Linked DNA regions of Sus scrofa: region 2 is linked to region 1. The links are chromatin contacts, called in public Hi-C maps. All regions are on one chromosome and are shown on one strand. The core of a region is the stretch at or near the end of the contact, and the rest is flanking DNA. Distances in the headings are between cores, read along the strand shown. Region 1 has its middle 48 kb from the start of FOXK1. Region 2 overlaps FOXK1 (forkhead box protein K1).

What was found. Hi-C and Micro-C count contacts between places; a contact is called where the count stands out from the background.
Region 2: a Hi-C map of skeletal muscle shows a contact between it and region 1, with 5 times the contacts expected there. The contact joins two enhancer-like sites. A contact is called at or near these places in 24 of 47 Hi-C or Micro-C datasets (alveolar macrophages, blood, brain and 13 more) and 2 of 2 datasets of contacts at active chromatin or transcription factors (alveolar macrophages and skeletal muscle).

What each region holds. Positions count from the first base shown.
Region 1 is chr3:3,503,933-3,511,383 of Sscrofa11.1, forward strand. No RefSeq gene overlaps it. Among named protein-coding and RNA genes, the nearest start is that of FOXK1, 48 kb to the right of the region's middle. Within about 2 kb of position 3,114, at least 21 of the 83 cell types and tissues checked have an H3K27ac peak or open chromatin away from gene starts, as enhancers often do. A contact at or near this core is called in retroperitoneal adipose tissue and skeletal muscle, where this site is marked.
Region 2 is chr3:3,604,019-3,611,469 of Sscrofa11.1, forward strand. It overlaps FOXK1 (forkhead box protein K1), which reads left to right. Exons shown (of 9, transcript XM_021086021.1): 3 at 6,328-6,484; 4 at 6,914-7,060. Among named protein-coding and RNA genes, the nearest start is that of AP5Z1, 15 kb to the right of the region's middle. Within about 2 kb of position 3,578, at least 10 of the 83 cell types and tissues checked have an H3K27ac peak or open chromatin away from gene starts, as enhancers often do. A contact at or near this core is called in retroperitoneal adipose tissue and skeletal muscle, where this site is marked.

The DNA.
Region 1 (7,451 bases), core at 1,864-4,363:
AAACCAAAATAAGATAAAATGCCGGTAGAAATAATTTAATAAAAAAAGAAAGAAAAATTCTTGAGGTAGTCAGGAGGCTAGTTTAACAATATAACACAAAGGTGTGGAATTTTCATTTCAGTCTCAGCCACGTAACTTGCTAGGCTGCCGCCCCAGCCCTGATTTCCTGAGACACCAGAGCTTTTCTGAGCAAGTTCTAGATGCCACCTGCTCACCCTCACCTGCTCATCCCAGGCTCTCCTTCTTCATTTTCTGGCCTCCAGCTCATAAAGACCAGCCTCTTTGGGCAAGGCCTTGGGACCCTAGATTTCCATAAAAACCTTATCAGGTGGGATTTCTACTCCAGATCATTAGATTAGCTCCCAATCTAATGATCAGCCTGAAATGTTTTTTTTATTCCCTTATCAATGTCAAAACTAGTGATGAGAAACGTATATCCCACAGCAGCAAGGCAGGCTCCATAAATAAGGAAAGATGTGGAGTTACCAGGTGGCACCGTGGGTTAAGGATCTGGCATTGTCAGTGCTGTGGCTCCGTTAGCTGATGTGGCACCAGTTTGAGCCCCGGCCCGGGGAACTTCCACATGCTGCGGGCATGGCCAAAAAAAACCGTGAAGACGCTGGGGGAGGGATCTGGCCCTGCATTAGCTTGTTGTAGTTTTGCTGCTGCCATTGACAGAGGCCTTGGGGTTGGGGACAGTGGGACATGGTGGAGACCGAGGTTCACTGGAGACAAGCAGATCAGCCTCTGTGTCATAATTTGGAGATGAAGGCCCAATTTTTCTGGAGTCTCTGATTTTTCCAGATTTTTACATAAAAGCTCTTATGTCTAAAAATATTGGCCCAGTTAAGTGTTTGTTTTTTTTTTTTTTTCCTTTTCATCTGCATACTTTCTGCAGCATATGGAAGTTCCCAGGCCAGAGGTCAAATAGGAGCTGCCACTGCCGGCTTACACCACAGCCACAGCAATGCAGGATCCGAGCCACATCTTCGACCTACACTGGAGTTGGCAGCAATGCCAGATCCTTAACCCCCTGAGCGAGGCCAGGGATCCAGCCTGCATCCTCATGGATCCTAGTTGGATTCTTAACCCGCTGAACCACAACGGGAACTCCTCAACTCTGTTTTTATAGGGTGGGTCAAATAAAACCTAACTGCAGACCAGATCCCGCCCTTGAGCCATCATCTTGTGGGAGAGTTCATGGGCCTCCTCCACTCAGTCCTCGCCTCGCCTCACCTCCAGTGTGTGTGTGAACAGGAATGGGTGTGGCCAGGGTCGCCCTGTACGGTCGTCCAGGGAGTGCACTGCCCAGGGGCCCCACCTGAGAGGCTGCCATTTCTCTCACGCTTCCAAGACGTGCATGAGTTTTGGAAGTTGTCCAGCAGAGGGCAGTAGCGTGCCACATTCTGACAAAATCGGCACAGCGCAGCACTGTTTAACAGATGGCTGGAAAGTGTCTAAAGGCAGGGACGTCCGTCTCATTCACACGAAGGGAGCGTAAGGACCCGCGGCAGCCCTGAGAGTCAAGGGTATGGAGAGGAACGGTCCCATCCCTTCGGATCGGGTTGCAAAGTGGAAGTTCCCCATCCCAGGCATCGTGAGGTTAGGCAGGAGGAACTCCGCACTAGCGGAGGGGCTGGGGCACCGATACACCCCACTGTGGGTGCTGTGTGGCCGCACCTAGTCGAGCTGGACGTGCAGTTTCCCATGACAGCAATTCCACGAGGCGCAAACGCCCGGCCGCACACACGCACACGTGCACCCGGGAACCTGTTCTAGAAGGTCTGCGGGCACGCCCTTTGTAAGAGCATCCTTTGTCAGAGCCCAAACTAGGAAGAGGTGCCATGCCCGTGAGTGATGGAGGGGCGAATAAACTGCATATTCTCGTGGTGAATACGAGACAGGGATGCAGGCGAGCCGGACCACGGCGAGAGCTCATCAGACAGAGTCAGGTCACCCGTACAGGCAAGCGGCCGCACAAGAGAGCGTTCCGTGTGATTCCGTTTGTTTAAAAGGCAAACGGCAGGCAGAGCTGAGCTCTGGTGTCAGAAGTCGGGGTGGCACTTAGGGGTGCCTGGGTGGTGACGGGAAGGGCACACGGCTTCTCTCCCAGACGCTGGTGAGGTTCGCTGCTTGACCTGGTGGTGGTGACATGGATGGGGTCCCTTTGGGAAACCAGCAGACTCACACACGTGTGCTTCGTGCCCCATTCCGTGCACACGTGAGCCCAACACGCACATGTCACAGCCGAGGACCCCGTGTGCGTGTTGGGTGAGGAGAGGCTTCAGAGGGGGAGAGGGAGAGAAAACCTCAGCTGCAGCAGTCATTCCAGAATCGTCCAGAATCACACGTGTCATGGCTTTACCCAGGAAACCAGCTCCCGGGGATGGGCCGTGTCTGTGCACCTGCTGGAGGCAGGAATCCTTGCTTCCCTGAGGTGAGGGTTTCTGTGCCAGTCACCGCTGTGGGTTGGGGTCCCAGAGACATTTGCCAGGGAGACCCAAGAAGCCAAGGGAGGACGGGCCTCTGGGATGCAGGTCGCACCCCTGGGTGTGTCCAGACGCAGGCAAAGGAGGCCGGGCTCCCTACTCTCACACCCGTGGGTTCATTCAAAGCAGAGCAGGCCATGGGGCTTCTACCTCCTGGTGCAGAGCATTGTGGGAACCTGGGGGAGCTGGGCGAGCCTCCTCTTACTGAGACGTGAGGACATGAGGTCTCGGCATTGACCTTCTCGCTTTTCCTGGGTGCCTCTGTGTCAGAGCTGGGGGGGTGGGAGGCTGCCCGGCTCGCTGGGATCAGAAACCCGTGTCCTCAGGCTCCAGGGTGGTGAGGAATTGCTCAACCATGTGCTGACCGTTTGTATGTTTGGGCGTCTGTCTGCTGGAAAACAAGAGGCCAAGCATGCTTTGGGATTGCCAGTGCCGCCTGGGTCCTGCCCCCCTTGGCTTCTGGGTCTGCCCCGCACAGATGGCCCTGGGGCCACCCCCCTCATCGACAACCCGCACCCACACCCTCCTCTCAGGCTTTGCTTCTGGAGACCCAGACCTAAGACGGAGAAGAAGATGGGTTCCAGCAGCTCGGAGATCCAGAAACCTGAGACCCAGCGCGGCTGGGCCTCCCGCCTCCCACACACATGCCTGTGGATCCGGTTTCTGCGAACGGAACAGGGCGCTTGCAGCAAGCTTGCAAGCGGCTGTCATCATTTCCAGGATTTGCTATTACTCAAGTTGTCCTGTTTCCTTTGGGTACAGACATGCCCCCGCCCCCCCAGGCCCGGCCCCAGGCCGCATTCCCAGTCCCTGGTGGCTCTCAGACGCACTTTCCCATAAAAATAACAGCAACGGCTAACAGCGGTAGGGCGGGCGCCGCCGGCCAAGCCTGTGCCCAAAACAGCCGTCTTAACCCCTACGTTGCCCAACTTGAGTTTGTCAGGTGCTCCTCTGAGGTCTTCTTCCTGTTTGGGGGGGAAGAGAACGCCTCCTCTCCAGGAGTCGCGGCTGCTCTGCAGAACCCGGGGTAAGCAGTCACTGCTTTCTGCGCAGACCCGGGATCCAGTGCTCCCGGGCCCCTCGCCGTCGGCCAGGCCACTGGCCTCTGCCCTTCACATGTCCCCCTCTAGGAGTTCTCGTCGTGGCGCAGTGGAGATGAATCCAACGAGGAACCATGAGGTTATGGGTTCGATCCCCGGCCTTGCTCAGTGGGTTAAGGATCTGGCATTACTGTGAGCTGTGGTGTAGGTCGCAGACCCGGCTCAGATCCTGTGTTGTTGTAGCTGTGGTGTAGGCCGGCAGCTAGGCTCCATTTCAACCCCTACCTGGGAATCTCCATATGCCACGGGTGCAGCCCTTAAAAAAAAAAAAAAAAAGCAAATGTCCCCCTCTGTCCAGTGGACGCAGGAACACCAGCCCCTCCAGACTGTAGTGTTACTCAGAGATGTTAAAATGGGAAATAAGCATATGGAAAGATGCTTCACCAAGTGCCAAGAAAAATGACTGTGTGACACCAGGTTGGGCAGAAGGAAACTCTCTCCCGTTACGTGGCTGCACGACGTGACACAGTTGTTGGGAAATCCGTTCGGCAGCCCCTACCGGGGCTTTATCTGTATTCCCCTGGCCCAGCCAGCTCACTCCGTCCCGAGAGGAGGCAGGGCAGGGCTCCACCTAAAGACACATTCCAGGAGGTCACCACCGCCTCAGTGACAACAGGTCAAGGCTCGAAACAACCCAGGCGCCCATCATCAGTGGGTGGGTGCGTAGCGTGTGGCACGTGGGTTCTGATGACGGAACCCGAAACAGCAATGAGAATAAACAAGCACGTGCGACCGTTACACACGCCCCGATGATGGAAGGGGGCGTGTGCACACTGTAGCCGTCCAGCCAGGTCAAGGCCAAGTTCACAAACAGGAGGCACTAACGGTCTTGGTCCATTCAGCAGCTCTAACAAAAAGCCCTGTGGCCCCAGTGGCTTATAGACCGCAGGGTTTTTCTCCCAGCTCTGGAGGCAGGAAGTCCCAGGTCAGGGGCCAGCGGGGCTGAGTCCTGGTGGGGACCCTCTTGTGGGTGGCGGATGTCTTTACATAGAATGACCACAGGACCGGCACTTCTGCTCGTACACATGCACCCAAACGAACTGAAAACAGGAGTTCCAGCAAAAACTTGCATGCAGCAAAACACTCGTTCAGAGCAGCGCTATTCACAACAGCCAAAGGGCAGAAACAACCCAAAGGTCTGTCCACTGAAAAATGGATAAACAGGAGTTCCCATCGTGATGCAGTGGAAACGAATCCGACTAGGAAGCATGAAGTTCCGGGTTCCATCCGTGGCCTCGTCCAGCGGGTTAAGGATCCATTGCTGCTGTGAGCTGTGGTGTAGGTCGCAGACGCAGCTCAGATCCCTGGTTGCTGTGGCTGTGGCGTAGTGCCCCAGCTACAGCTCTGATTCAACCCCGAGCCTGGGAACCTCCATGTGCCATGGGTGCGGCGCTAAAAAGACAAAAAAAAAAAAAAAAAGAAAGAAAGAAAAATGGATAAACAAAGTGTGATCTATGCAGGCAGTAGATTTTTGTTAATTTGTTTTATTGATGAAGCGTTGACTTACAGGGTAGCGTTAGCTTCTGCCTTACAGCAAAGTGATACAGATATATACATTTATTTCCTGTTATTATCCATTGTGGTTTAGCATGGGATATCAAACATGGTTCCCCATGATCGGCAGCAGGACCTTGTTTTTATCCATCCTGTATCTAACAGCGTGCCTCTCCGGATCCCAAACTCCCATTCCTCCCACCCCCTCAGCCACCACACGTCTGTTCTGTGTGTCTGTGAGTCTGTTTCTGTGTTGCAAGTTCATTTGTCATACCACAGATTCAATGCCTCCATAAAAGGAATAAAGGACAGATACATGCTAGAATGTGGTTGAACTTGAAAACATTTTGCTCAGACACAAAAAGACGTACGTGGTATGATTCTATTTCTAGGCGACATCCCCCGTGGCCGATCCCTGGAGACAGAAAGGGGATGAATGGTTTCCGGGGTGGCGGCGTGGGGGGATGGGGAGAGAGAGCGCTTCCGTTTGGGGTGATGAAGACATTGGGGAGCTCACCTCGATAGTGGGGGTGGTTGCACAGCATTGTGAATGAGTTGAGGCCACTGAAGTGTGCGCTTTAAAATGGTTAAAAAGAGAGCTTTTCTCTGATGTGTATTTTGCTACACACGCACGCACACACCCACAGAGTTACCAGATGACTTGGCAGTTCCACTCTGGAGTGTTTAGCCCAGAGGATTGAAAACACGTGTGCACATAAAAACCTGTCTGTGGCTGCCCGTAACAGCGTGAGTCATCACAGCCGAAGGTGGAAGCGGTCCAGGGGACCGTCACATGACGAATGGGTGCTTAGGTTTGCTAGGGTTGCTGAAACAAGGTACCTTAAAACGATGGCAACATACTGTCTCGGTCCTGGAGGACAGAAGCCGGAGACCAAGGTGTGGGCAGGACACCGCTGGAACCCGTGGGAAACCCTTCCCCGCCCCTTCCGGCTTCTGGTTTTGCGGGCAGTCCCTGGCACGTCTTGCCTCGAAGCTGCCCCACGCCAGGCTCTGCCTCTGTCGTCGCGCAATCATCCTCCGTGTAGCGTGTCAGGCCCCTCGGGCATCGTGGAGGAAGGGTCCCCCCAGCACGACCTTCTTTTAACTGATGCCATCTGCAGCAACTCTCTTTCCAAATAAGGTCACGTTCTGAGGAATGGGGGGGCGGGGGACTTGGCCACTTCTTTTTTCGGGAGACACATTTCAGCTCCTAAGAGTGGGTAAACAAAACGCGGTATATCAGTGGGCTGTCATCCAGCCGTGGAAGCGAGGGAAACACTGACACACGCTCCACTGCGAGGAAAGCCTGAGGGCGTGAGGCCACGTGGGACAAGCCGGATACAAAAGGTGACGTGGTGTACAATTCCGTCTCTGTGAAGTGACATACCCCGGACAGGCGGACGCTGAGAAGCAGAGAGCAGCTTATAGAGATGGAGAGGGGGGCGGGGAGATGATGCAGCGTGACTGCGGACGGGTCTGGAGTTTATCCCGGGGGTGATCCGATGTTGTGGCACTAAATAGAGGCCTCCGGGAGTTCCCGTCGTGGCGCAGTGGTTAACGAATCCGACTAGGAACCATGAGGTGGCGGGTTCGGTCCCTGCCTTTGCTCAGTGGGTTAACGATCCGGCGTTGCCGTGAGCTGTGGTGTAGGTTGCAGACGCGGCTCGGATCCCGCGTTGCTGTGGCTGTGGTGTAGGCCGGTGGAAACAGCTCTGATTCAACCCCTAGCCTGGGAACCTCCATATGCCGCGGGAGCGGCCCAAGAAATAGCAAAAAGACAAATAAATAAATTAATTAAATAAATAAATAAATAAATAAATAAATAAATAAATAGAGGCCTCCGTTGCCCAGCTTTGCAAACACACGACCGAATAAAGCTACCGAATCATGCAGTTCTCTTGCCGTAGCAGGTTAAGGATCCGGTGACGTCCTTGCAATGGTTCCGATTGAGGCTGTGGTGCAGCTTTGAGCCCCGGCCCAGGGACTTCCACATGTCACCGGCAAGGCCAAACAAAACCAAAGAAACACACTACTGAACCATACCCTTTAATAGGGTAAGTTGGAGTTCCCGCTGTGGCACAGCAAGTTAAGCATGTCGCGTTGACTCTGCAGAGGCCTGGGTCACTGCTAAGGTGCGGGTTCCATCCCTGGTGCAGTGGGTTAGGCATCTGGTGTTGCCACAGCTGTGGCTTGGATTTGGTCCTGGTCCAGGAACTTCCATATGCCACGGGCAGCCAAAAAAGGGGGGGGGGGTGACTGTATAATCTGTCAGTTATATCTCAATAGAAAAAAAAAATAAGGTACCCTCTTAAGAAGAAGAAAAAACAAGCTCCAGAGGGGGAGGAAATATTTGCAAACCACTTATTTA
Region 2 (7,451 bases), core at 2,328-4,827, 100 kb after region 1:
TGTTCTTGGCTGACCCTTCCGGACCACACCCAGCCCGTGACCTGCCGCCCGGAGCGCTTCCTTCCGGGCTTTGGCTCTGGGGTTGAGGGAGCAGGAGGGGCCTGGCAGAGGAGCTGAGGGAGGCCTGGGGCGGGCAGCCCAGATGTGCCCACTCGGAGGGAGAAGAGCTTGGTACATCTTGGTTCAGGCGGTTTGCTGATGGCACTCACTGGTCAGTGCTTTCCAGAGACTAGCTAACCTGTCCGGGCAGCAGCCCGGATTTCCAGCATGGAGTTTACCCCAAGGGAGCACAGACGTTGTCACGAGAGCCCTGAGAAGCTCCCCTTTTCCCCCAGACGGTGGAGGTACGACACGTTCTGCAGAATCCAAATGTTTTGGAGAAGAAAAAGTCCCGGGCGGCGCTACCGTAGGACAGAAGCCAGTGAGCGGGTGGAGACCTTGTGTGACGTGCTGCTGGCTGCTCCCCAGAAAGGCCTCGCAGCCCGCTCTCCTCCTGTTCCCGTGCCTCTGGCTCCTTTCCCGTCGGTCCTCTCTCGCGGCTCGACTGTTGTACGTGGCCCCTTGACGGCTGACCACTTCGCCACTGAGGGCCACATGGCTGTTGCCAGTTTCTTGTCTCCTGAGGGGTTCAGAGCTAAGTGCTCAGAGGCTTAGGGCCGTCAGTGGCCCGAAATCGCTGCTCTGAAGTGAGAGTCCACGGCGAGGTGGTGGCACCCTCAGGTCTGGTTGTTAAGTTTAAATGAGCTCAGTAGGGTCATGAGCCACAAGGTTTGAGAACAGCGATAAAAATAGAACTGTTTCTAGGAGATCCCGTCATGGCTCAGTGGTTAAGGAATCCGACTACGAACCATGAGGGAGAGGGTTCGATCCCTGGCCTAGCTCAGTGGGTTAAGGATCCCGCGTTGCCGTGAGCTGTGGTGTAGGTCAGGTCGCAGACGCGGCTTGGATCCCGCGTTGCTGTGGCTGTTGCGTAGACTGGTGGCTACAGCTTGGATGAGATCCTTAGCCTGGGAACCTCCATATGCCGCGGATGCGGCCCTCAAAAGACCAAAAGAAAAAAAAAGAAAAGGAAATAGAGGGGTTTCTGACTCAGGCCTCGCGGGGGGGGGGGGGGCGGGGCCGGCGGCGGGCGCGGGGCGGGGCCGGGACATCCTGCCCTCTCCGCTGGACGCGGGTGCTCTGCGACCCCACCTTGCCGTCCCGCCCCCACCTTGCAGATGGGGACACCGAGGCTCAGGAGGGTCATTCTCTGCAGCAGAGTGGGTGCCCGCAGCGCAGGCGGTACCGACTTCACTGTGTTTTTTGAAGGCTTGTCCTCCCCTGAGACGCACCCCCATCTAAGCGCACAAACCCCGCGCTGGTTTCTAGTCTGTGCGCAACCTGAGGCTTGGCTTTTCTTCCGCGCCCCCAAGGTCGTCGGGACTGTCGGTCAGGGTCCCCGGTTGCGGCGGGATTGTGGGACCCTCCAGGGCCCGAGCTCAGCCTCCGCTCGGCGCCCCTTCCCGGGTTGGCTTACATCTCCTTGATCTCGTCCCCCGAGCCCTCCCTCCCGGACCTGAGGGCGCCCCGGACCTGAATCTGGGAACCCCGCTCTCCTGGCTTCCTTCCCCTCATCGTTCCCTCTACTTACTGGCAGTGGGACGGGAAGGGTCAGTGTTTTTTGAGAACGTACGCAGCTGAAAACTGTCCTCCGTTGATAAGCAGGTGGGTGGCTTCCCTGGGGGGAGCGCGCCAGGTTGGAGGCCCTGTGCTTCCGGGCGAGGGCGCCCTCTAGCCTCGAGGGTGGCCGTGGGGGGACGCTGCTGCTGCCGCCGCCAGCCTGGCCCTTCTGCACAGCCCTTCCCCCTGGGAGGACTGAGTCCCTCCTGCTGTCCCGGCCAGGCCCGGGGTGGGGTGGGGGGGTCTTCCGTCTGAAGACTCAGTTCCTGCGATCTCAGGGAGTTACCGTCTTGTTTCTGCTTTTCCCACCTTTCCCCCCTCTGTCTCTTTCTCTTACCTGCTTCCTCAGAAACCTCAAGTCTCTCCTGACACTCTTTATGGAACTTTGGTTTCTCTTTTTAAACACCGTCAGAGCCTTTCCTTGTTCTCCAGATGTGCTCTTGGCTGTATCCTCGCTTCTCAGGACCGCTGTCTCCCTTCTCTAGGGTCGCGCTGTGCCCTTGGTTTTGCCCTTTCGCCTTCTCCCCGCCTCCTCTGCGTCTGCAGAGCCCTGTCCGAGTGCTGCCCCATGTCCTGCACACGTGCCCCTCGGTGGCTGTAGCCCCTGGGGTCAGCCACTGCATCCCTCAGTAAATAAAATTATGACGTGAGCCTGTAAGTTTACTAATGTATTTTGAATAAGAAATTCTATATACTTTTTTGTGTGTGTTTTTAGGGGGTTCCCAGGCTAGGGGTCGAATCAGAGCTACAGCTGCCAGCCTACACCACAGCCACAGCAACGCGGGATCCAACCTGCATCTGCCACTTAACACTGCAGCTTGTGGCAACGACGGATCCTTAACCCACTTAGCGAGGCCAGGGATAGAGCCTGCGTCCTCGTGGATACCAGTCAGGTTCATTAATGGCTGAGCCACAACAGGAACTCCAGAAATTCTATATACTTCAGTTGAAGCATTTGTTTTCTAGAGTTTAAAAAAAAAAAAAGAAAAAGATTCTAATTTTCAAAAGAAGTTCCAAAGACATGAATGAAAATCTGCGTGGTCGTCGAGATCTTTCTCCTGAAAAATCTCCATCAGCTCGACTGCCATCAAGGAGCTGATATTTTTCAATGGAAGATTAATAATCTCATTAAAATAGTAACCTTAAAAAAAAACCCAGGTCCTAGGAAGCTGCCTCGATCGTCTCAGGCGGTGGTGTGGCTGGGGGCTGCGGGGGGACGACTCAGCCGCCCCGCCTGGGAGCAGGGCAACCCCCGTCTGCCATCCTGGGGCCGGGCTGTTGAGGGTACAGGCATGCCCCGACCTCTGTCCACAGCGTGTCCTGTCCCCCGTCCACAGGCCACCCTCCGCCCCTGGCAGTCAGGTCCCTGTTCTCTAGACCAGACCAGAGCGGAGCCAGGGCTGGGGAGGGGGTTACAGGCTCAGCAGTGCACCTCCCGTCCTCCCACCGTGATTTCAGAGCCACTCCCAGTTCCTCTTTTTATTGTAAGTTTTTAATCGGAAAACAAATATACAACTTGGAATGGATTTGAGGCGAATTGTGCCTTAAGCAGATTTTTTTGTTTTTTTAAAGAAAAGTCCCGAAGGCAGGAGCATCAAGACTTGCTTTCCAGGAGGCCAGCGTGGGAGGAGCAGGGCCCAGAGCCTCCTGCCTGCTGGGTTTTCCTGTGTCCCCAGGCAGAACCAGGCCAGCCAGCCAGGCGATGAGCGGGACATCCAGGGCCACCAGGGGTGGGGCGGGCGGCAGGTGCCTGGGGAAGGCTCCCCGCAGCTCCTTGGGCCCTTGGTCGTGTCTGCCTCTCTGAGCTGGCTTCTCCAGTGTCGCAAACACGAGGTGCATGTTGTTGCCAGGTGTGTCTTGGCCGGTCCCAGGAGTCGGGTCCTGGGCCTGAGCTGTCGCCAGGCTGGGCCAGCTGGTCCTGTTGAGACAGTGGCCCAGATCCAGGGCAGCTGCCGGCGGGACAGGTCAGCCATGAGCCATGCCCACTCCTGACCCTGAATCCTTCTCACCTGAGCGGACGTGTGACTTCTGGAGGGTGACTTGGGGATGGTTTTTCGTAAAAGGGGGAGTCAGTGACCAGGGGTCTCGAAGGGCGCCTTCCCCGTCTTTTCCACATTCACCCTTAAGGCGGGAAGAACAGTGTCGATTACGTAGCACCTGGTGGGTCAGGCCGCTTGGCCTCTGCCCTTTACCCCGTCCCCAGATCATCTTCCACACCCCAGGCACTTGGGGGCCCCTGAAGTGGGCGAGTCTGCCTAAGCCTGGACCCCAGGAGGGCCCTGCGTTCCCCCCCATCCCCTGGAGAGCCCGTGTGACTTTATACTGGGATCTTTCCTCTTTCGCTGCTTGTTGGGGAGCTGCGTGGTGGAGCGGAAGCTCCCTCGGTGACACTGGGTGTCCTGGACAGTTTCTCAGAATCGCTGTTCCCGCCCCACCCCGCAGGCCCATCTTTAAATCGAGCATTTCAGCCCCGAGACGTCCTGCTTCTGTGCTTCCAGCTCTGCTCCTCCGCCTTGGGCGCGTGACGCCAGGGTTGCTGGGTACCAGGCGCGGCCCTCGGCCAAGGCCAGCCCGCGGGGACAGCTGAATGGCGTTTGTTGAGGCCGGGGCGGCTGTGTGTGCACACGTGTGTTCCCCGGGACGGGCCTGCTGGGCCCTCTGGGTGTCAGCCTCCCAGGAAGGGCTTGTCCGCACCGGCCTCCATGCCGCATGCGGTGGCACAGGGACCGCCTGGCCTCTTCTTGTTTGAGAGCCAGCCTGCCAGCCTGTTCACTGTGTCCACAGAAGTCATTCCGTGGGGAGTGGCAGCGTTTTCCCTGGGTCTAGCCTGTCGAGGGTTAGGTGTGAGTCTTCTGTGGTCTTTTACAAAGTATGAACTTTTATAAGCGCCTTGGGCCCTGAAGTCACGTGGCCTCCCCTGGTCTGGGTGCCCCCGTCAGTCGCACAGGTTTAGTTGCCAGTGAGGGTTCCCCAAACAAGGCTTCCCACTCCCCGCCTCCACCACGCGCCTTTCCCTGATCTGTCTCTGGGAGGCTGGCGTGTTTCTGGAGGACAGTTCTCGTGGCCAGAGTGTGGACCAGGCGTGGTGCGTCGGTCCACTTGTGTTCGAGGGGCCCCGAACGCGCCTGGGCTTGGAGCAATGCCGGCCCCCGTCAGGGCTGCCCGTCCCCTGAGCCACCGTGTGCCGTGGCCTTTCATTCCTGGACGGGGGCACTTGGATGGTGGAGTGTGTGAGCCCGGTCCTGGGGAGATGCGCTCCCCCAGCTTCCGCTCTTCGCCTGGCTCTGCGTTTGGGTCAAAGTGAAGTTCAGAAAGCGCTGCGTTTATTGCTGCTCCTCGTCTCTCTGCAGCTCACTTTTGGTTGTTGGTTAAAATTTCTATACTCACGGGACTCGCTTATCTCTGTGTTTGGAGAATCTAGTGGAAGAGAGAACAAAAATTCTCAAATAAGAGATTCCTTTGAATTTCTCCATGGACATGCAGTGGCTTGGAGTTGTGTGGATTGCTGGCCACTAAGGGATGGTGACGTGGTAGAATCCGGCGTTAATGTCAACAGCCAAGTGTTTCTCAGCCGTAGTGTTTTATGGTTTCATTTATGCCTTCCTCCGTTCGGTAACTGTCTCTTGAGCCCCCCGCCCCACGTGCTGCAGGTGCTCCTCCCCCCACAGGAGACAGGCAGGGAGCCCATGATGGCAGCTGGGCCCCAGAGGAGGCTCTGGGTTGGTGTCCAGTGCGTGGCGCAGGAGGCTCTCATTTGTGCTTGACCTGTGGGCACCTTGGGGGCACCCTGTCGTTGGAACAGGTGGGGCGGGTAATTGCCTGGGGCATGATGGGAAAATGAATGGCACCTCCCAGGGCACTGGGGGGCCCGTCTTGGAGGAGGCACACACAGGCGGGCAGTCTGGCACTCCTGGGGACAAGCAGAAGGAGGCAGGCTACCACTGGGCTGTGGGCACCTCTCAGCAAGGGCGCTTTTTAGTTTTTTTGGCCACACCCACACCATGTGGAAATTCCCCAGGCCAGGGCTCAACTCCTCATCACAGTAGTGACCTGAGCCCCAGTAGTGACAGTGCTAGATCCTTAACCCACAGAGCCACCAGGGAGCTCCCCCAGGTTAGTTTTAACCTGCGTCTGTGACCCACTCGTAGAGCTTTTGTTGGTTTTCCCTGAATGTTTTTAATTTTCAAAATCAGAATTTGGACATGGTTTGCTGGCCACAGACCTCCTTGGTAGGGATGTGAGCTGGGCCTGGTGGCTGGGCCAGACTGCAGGGACAGACTGCAGGCTCTTGGGCTACTTGGGCTGAGACCCTAACGGGGAGCTCTGATGTTTCCTGCCCACGGATTGTGTTGCAGTTTCCAGCCAGAGATGAGCCAGCGAGTTGAGGCCGTGACCCTGGGCAGCCGCGGGCCTGGGAACTGGGTTGGGAGGCCAGCGCGGTTCTTCCTGCAGCCCAGCCTCGCTTCAGGCGCCACCGTGTGGCCGAGTGAGCAGCCTGCAGCCGTGGGACCCTGCTGCGGCCCAGGTTGCACAGCCAGTGGGGTCGGGACAGTGCCCTGCCGCGTGACCTCGGTCCCTGCTCCGTTCAGGGATCCTGACATCCTGTAACACCAGATCCGCCTCCCCAGTACAGGGCCAGAACTCAGGACGTGTCCTTTCTCTCTGCAGTGTCCCCAACTCCTGCCCGGCCAGCCCCCGCGGGGCCGGATCCTCCGGCTACCGCTTCGTCCAGAATGTGACCTCGGACCTGCAGCTCGCAGCGGAGTTCGCCGCGAAGGCCGCCTCGGAGCAGCAGGCGGAGGCGTCGGGAGGGGACAGTCCCAAGGTCTCAGCCTGGGCGCGTTGACAGGGGACGGGCGCGGGGGCGGCCGCTCTGCCTTCCTGCGCATGCGCCGCCCCGTCCGCGGGGCTGGACGGCTCCAGACACCGTCCCGGCCCCGGGGAAGGCGGCCAGGCTCTCCCCTACAGCTTTGTGTCCTAGCTCATTTCCGTCTGACACCCGTTTGTAAATCAGTGTGCAGAGGAGGTGAGAAACCTCAGACTTAAATTTTCCCTCTCATGAGGCAGAGATGGCCCTTCCCTGGTTTAAAGCACGTGGATTAAGCCGGCGGAGGTCTCGGGTTGATTTTAGCAGTTCCGCTGCGAGTCCCTGGCCCCACCGGAAGGGTGTTCTCCCCGAGGAGGTGGCGTGTGTGGGGTTGGGGGGCGGGGGAGCCTTTCTTTCGGGCCGACCCCGCGCTGTCTGTGTCCTCAGGATGAGTCGAAGCCGCCGTACTCCTATGCCCAGCTGATCGTGCAGGCCATCTCCTCGGCGCAGGACCGGCAGCTAACACTAAGCGGCATCTACGCCCACATCACCAAGCATTACCCCTACTACAGGACGGCCGACAAGGGCTGGCAGGTGCGCCCGCGCCGGGGGGCCCCGACTCCAGGCCGCGTCCCCGGGCAGCAGAGGGTCAGAAGAGTCGGGCTTGTCCTTCTGACGGCCTGCGGGGTGCCCGCAGGGAGCCCAGGTCCTCTCCCCGGTCAGGGTCCAGAAACGTGGAACCATGCCGGCGCTTCCTGCGCCCAGGGTGCTGGCGTGCCCCGTTGGAAACGCTGCCCTGCTGCTTCCGGATGATTTCTCTGTTGAGGTCTTTAAGACCTCTGCCGACAGGGGACACGACAGCACCTCACAGCTGTTGACGTGTCCTCTGTGGCCGCTGTTTCCCGTCTGCTAGTTGGTTCAGTGCAGGCTCCTCACAGGGCGTCTCCTGGACCAGGGTTTGCGCCTGTTGCGCTCTCGCAGTGTG